Linked DNA regions of Columba livia: region 2 is linked to region 1. The links are chromatin contacts, called in public Hi-C maps. All regions are on one chromosome and are shown on one strand. Each heading gives the region's core, a stretch centred on a gene start, on an enhancer-like site or on the middle of the called end of the contact. The rest is flanking DNA. Distances are from core to core; before and after follow the strand shown.

Region 1 (2,916 bases), core at 200-2,699:
AGAAAACATATCCAATCTTCAGATATTAATAGAAAGAGAGAATAACAGCTACAATAAAAATAAACCAAGAAAATAAATCAAACAAACAAAACCCCTAAGAAATATGTGTTTCTTCTGGGGGAAAAAAAAAAAAATCTGTTGAAATAATGAAGGAAAATTCCAGCCTTTTCTTCCTTAAAAAAAAATTAAAGAGCTTAAGTGGTATATGTTCTGATTTCTCCCATTTACAATCTGATGATGATCGTCTCTTTTTTTTCCTGCTGCTACATAATTCCCCCTGTCTGTCCCAGCTCCAAAGTCCACACATATAAAATCAGCCTTTGTGAAGCAGCAGGATGTGACAAGCAGCTCACTTATATCCACCAAGACCAAAGAAATATGAAGTTTGCATGTTAAAAAGCGTTTAAACATGTGTCCAAAACCAAAATTGATCCTACCATATGTTTTGAGGCTTTCGCCACATGGTACCACCAAGTAAGAACACATTTTCCTGACTAGGAAGGCAATTTTTCCACACCAGCTTAGTGCCTCTGTTGTTTTGGCAGGAGCACACTCATTGTGCTTCTTCACCTTCTTCAGTGTGTGCGTGTTCACTGCATTTTGTCAGCTAGAGCCTTGTTTTCCAGAGCCTGTAACCCGACCGCTTCCCAGGAAGCCCGTAATAGCAATCATGCTCTTGCTCATGCTTTTCATGTGTAAACCACAACATCTTTAGGTCTTTAATACTAATTAAGAAACCAAATAATAAATTAGATTTAAAGGGAAATCTTTTGGGAGGAAATAACAGATTCAATTTAATTACAATGACACATCTTGATTATTTTTTGTATTAGTACAAAGAATCTGCACTTAAACAAGTAATCTTTGTCCTAATAATTAAGATCATTTGTCCCTACAGGTTATTTCCTGCCGGGAACTGAGGCTGTTGCTGTGCAAAGGTGGAAGGAGGGCTGAGCTAGCCAGAGTGGGAGCAGAGAAACAGCTTCTCATCACAGCATCACCCATCCCGTGCAGGAACACATCTCCTTTGCAACAGCAAAACCTTGCCGCTGGTCACTCCGTGATCACCCGCAGTGCCTGCTTTAATGCTACCAGCATCTGTAAGGGCTCCCTGGGGGGAAAGACAGTGGGCATGCCAAATATCTGGGGTGTTGGGATAAAAACCTGAAGACTCTCAGAGCAAAGCAGCAGACCCAGATGTCGGCAAAGTTCCTCTTGTGTCCTACTGTTCCTCCAGCACCTCTGAACTTACAGATGAGCCTCACAGAAATGCTGGGAAAAGCCAAAAGCTCTGTTCCACTGCCCGCTGGCAGATCTGACCATTTCTTGCCTGTGAGACTGGAACAGTGGAACTGTGCGTGTTTCATCTCTCATCTTTACTCAGGCAAAGATCCCATGTGGGAGACGTGTATGAAAAAACACATAAAAACATTTGAGGTATTCCCATAAAGCCCACACTGGTATTCAAGAAGAGACCAGGCAGACCTCCAGCTATCCTGGCTCCTGCATGAAGAGGATGGACTCGACGACCTCTTGAGATTCCTTTCAGAACTTACCCTCTGTGCCTATGTTTATAATTACTGGACCATGCCCATATTTGCACTGTTTCACTAGAATGATGCGTACACATTTTGTAAGGAAATGTGCAGCACGAAGGCATTATTATTATTACTACTACTATTATACTAGTTATTATTATTAACTTAAGAACTGCTGAAAAATGGATCACGGTCCATCAGGAATTGAATAATGGGGTATTTTTTAGTCAGGGACTTTGATGGCCCAAACAGTATCTGCAAATGAAGGAGAAGAACAAAACAGTGACAGCAGAGAAACAGCTGCAGAAAATATAAACCTATTAGCTGCAGCACCACCGTGTGTCAGCCCTGAAAATACCACATAGTAGGAAAACACCAAATTTATACGGGAACTGCAAGAGTAAACATTAAATATATATATATATACACATATATATATATATTGGGCAACTAAATAAGAACAGTTTAATTTTAAAACTTTTTAAAATCTGTGTCATGACTTGAACATGTTATCCTTCTTCCAAGTATCAAGACATGTTACGTTATGTCAAGGTAATACTAGCACTTCCAGAAAATAAAATAAATTTCCAATCAATAAGGGAATACTTTAAATAGGAATTTAGATTTAAAACTTCTCAACATTTTGAATGGGTTCGTATTTGCTAACTAATATGCACAAGTGTGACGGATGCACTCGAACCCCCTGCCCAGACAAACCAGCAGCAGTTTGGTCCAGGCTACAGAGGAGGTAAAGGACTGAGCCTCACCCAGGCCAAGAGCTCCTTTCAGTAGACCCACAGGGAAGCAGAACAGCACACTGAACACCGGTGGCTTGTGGGTGCAGGGAGTCTCGTGCAGACCTTTCCCACTGTATGCAATTTGGCTACAAGTCAACCACTTCATTCTACAAATATGACAGCCTAGATGAGCCCTGGATGAGTTCTCCCTGCTAAATAAGTGAGCTGTGTGGCAATGGTTTTACTACTCACAGGTCAGTGGATGAGCCCAATTCAAGTTCAATATTAGTCATTTAACTTAAGTAGATGCATACTGAATGTAATTGATTATTTAGAGATATAAGGCTGTATGATTTTAACATACTCTTTGATTCATGTTACTTGGTAGACTAGATTTGCTAAAATTTTAAGCTTGTATTTACCAAAAGCAACTGCACACTACACTAAATGCCTGCAATATAAAGTCTAGCAGGCATTTTGCTGGGAAAAATGGAACTGACTGGGAAAACAATGACCAAAGGCTAATGCAGAGACATTACAGACATTTGCAAAATGAGGCCTATTTTGCACTTCAGTGAGAAGAAAGGATTTATCCAGACAAAATGGCACCTTCAAGGATAGAGACCAAAACCGATGTCTAC
Region 2 (2,916 bases), core at 251-2,750, 140 kb before region 1:
AGCCATCCCCCAGGACTAATCACAGCCCTCTAGCCCACTGGAAAAACAAGGAGATCCGAAATGCACATTCAGGACTGAGAGGTCAGTTAAAAACCATCTCCTTTTGTTCTGGTGTTGTGGCTTATGTACAACACAATCATGTTAAAAAAGTAGTAGGTGTTTTGTCATCACTGGAGAGACTGGGAAAATGTAATACCCTGAGCAAAAGTGACTTAACTACATCAGAAAAGTCTGACTCAGTCTGTCAGAGCAGCTTAGTCTGTGAATTTTGACAAACCTGGGCTGGATGATCAGAAAAGCAAGTAAGGTGTGTTATATTATGGCTAATATTAATTACCTAAAAATTAAATTTAAGCCAGTGTATGATCAGAAAGAGTATTTTTCTTTCTAGTGTAATATGATGTTTCTTGTTCTTACACTGATGTGTTTAGTTAATGATAGAAGCTTTTCACTGTGTTTGCCACATAGGTGGGCAGCCCGTAAAATGATACCAAGATTCTGTAGTCACTACTTAACACTTACAAACTTAATTCCTCTGCCACTTGAAGTAAATTTAGTCTCAGATTTTTGTTCCGTGATAATTCTCGTGGGCTCCAAACTCAGTGCCTACCATCCTAACAATAATCCTTTATGTCTCTAGACTCTATCCATGTTCCTTGTTAACCTTCAGTCACAAAGTAATGAGATGCACGAGACATCATCAAGCTGGCCTAAGGGGTTACAAATTTGGATTATGGCCACATACTGTACTAATTGCTTCTAATAAAATACATATTTCAGGAGGGACATCATGATTTTAATCATTTATTCTGCATGTTGTTTCCTTTGGAGAGAAGAACAAGCAGGCACTAAACACATTGAGCATCAGCAATTCATGGCAGAAGCTAGAAAGAGCTCATTTAATATCAACCATCATTGTAAATACCAGAATTATGCATGTATCAAATCCCTGGGTCTGAACACTTTGGGAACAGCCAGAGAATCTTTGTTTTTTTAATGAGTCAAACCCAAATGATGTCTTTGAACATTCCTTAGATTCATAACAACTCAGATTTAATCCCATTTCAAGTGTTGTAGCTGGGATCTAGCTCAAGAAAAAGTCTTTGTTTCTATGCAAAGAAAAATACATTAAGAGGGGAATTTAAAGAATGTATTTCCCAAAAGCTGAGAGGGAAAACAGTCAAATGTAACTTTCACCTCTGTGGGGAAAGACTTTAATTATGATTTGGTGGCAGCTAATTGCAAAGGTGGTCCAGTGTACACAGAAAGCTGCAAGAACTTCCCAGCCCATTGAAATTAGTAGGAACTTGATGCTGATCTAAATAGCCTCCTACAGGGTGAGGGAAGAGGAGTGGAGGTTTCTTATTTCCCTGAACTCTAGCACACCCACAGCAGTGGGTTCAATGAGTTCCTCAAACCACTCAGGAATGCACTTCCTTCATAAGGGAGACCTTGATGGTGTTTAAATAGCTGTAAGTATTAATAGCAATAGCTGGTAGAGAGTGTGGAGACTTGGGAGCTCTAGGGAGCGATGCAGATTTGGTTCTGTTGGTCTTTGCAAACCTTCTTTCTTGTCACTTCAGTTTGCATTTCCTTTCAAGGATGATCTGATGTACCAAACAAAATGTGACTATCTAGGTAAAGGGAAACCTGCATTGGTACAAAGCATGCCTTGGGATGGAAAGTTGCATTTGTAACTCTGAGACTCGAATGTGTTCTTTTGATATTCTACTGGTAATGAGACACCAAGGAACCACCATTACCTGAGATAAACTGCTTCTGCCCTGGCAATCTAAGCTGCATTCCACTTGGTCTCTCTCTACCTGGCAGTGTTATCATGTTGGTTTAGATTTCTCTGGTGTGTGTGAGGGGAAAAGGGTAAGAATCCAGCAAGGCTTCCAGTGGCTTCTCTAACCCACCGATCAGAATAATGAAGATATCTCTAAGGATGCTCTTTGTGGATGGACGAATGGATGGACGGATAGATGGACGGATGGATGGATATTTGTGCTAAAACATTTGAACTTCAACTCTGTACAGACGAAAAAAAGGCCAAAGTATTTTACTTGGTTTTGTCAGACAAAACGAGAAGCAGATTAGTAAATTGGAGAAATGGGCCTTATGCAGTGAGAACTGACTGAAAAGGATTGCCTTAGGTAAACTGGTGACTCTTCAAATTGAGAAGCCTTCCTCTGTTTTTATGGTGTTTTCCACAGGGAGGTTAAAGCCAACATCTGCACATGAAGAAGAACATAAATTGAAAGAAATTGATGCATTGGAAATTATAGAAGGATGAGAGAGTTTGAAGTACAGACATAAAAGTGCAAGAAAAAGGGAAGAAAAAAGTGATAAAAACAAGGGGAACAGAGGTCATGAATCCTCAGTTTAAAGTGACCAGTATACCTAGAAAACAGTGTGACAAGAGGTAAATCACAACAAACTGAAAGTATAATGGATTAATTTAGTGCAGTTTTCAGATACTGACTTGTGCCAAATTTGCATGCTACATGAGTGTGTAGAATTAGCAAACACTAGTGTACCTAGGTTAGGAAAAGAAATATTTTTGAAAGCAAAATAGAAAACCTCATTGACATCCATTAGGTTTGGTAACATGATACTAACAAGAACACTGCACTGAGCTGTTATCTGGTTTGCTGTCTGATTTGCTCTCTAGATCACCATTTAAATCAATAGCTCTCACATTGATTTTTCCAGCACACTGTATTCCAGTAAAAAGAACAATGCTCTGGGATGAGTCAGCTATTTGGTCTGTCCATAGGGACTCTGGTGCATTTTTGTTTAGGAAAACAAATGCAGAAGCCAAAGTACACACAAATATATAGTAATAAGAACCTGCCTGATGCACCATGACATGACACTGGCTCTGCAGACACATGGATTTGCTATGGCTTGCTG

What was found. A called contact is a pair of places that touch in the nucleus more often than the background predicts.
Region 2: a Hi-C map of liver shows a contact between it and region 1, with 7 times the contacts expected there. The contact joins two enhancer-like sites. A contact is called at or near these places in 2 of 2 Hi-C or Micro-C datasets (crop and liver).

Annotation. Positions count from the first base shown.
Region 1 is chr7:25,747,169-25,750,084 of bColLiv1.pat.W.v2, reverse strand. No RefSeq gene overlaps it. Among named protein-coding and RNA genes, the nearest start is that of NEUROD1, 16 kb to the right of the region's middle. Within about 2 kb of position 1,449, at least 1 of the 3 cell types and tissues checked has an H3K27ac peak away from gene starts, as active enhancers do.
Region 2 is chr7:25,883,540-25,886,455 of bColLiv1.pat.W.v2, reverse strand. All of the region lies in intron 4 of PPP1R1C (protein phosphatase 1 regulatory inhibitor subunit 1C), which reads right to left. Among named protein-coding and RNA genes, the nearest start is that of PPP1R1C, 38 kb to the right of the region's middle. Within about 2 kb of position 1,500, at least 1 of the 3 cell types and tissues checked has an H3K27ac peak away from gene starts, as active enhancers do.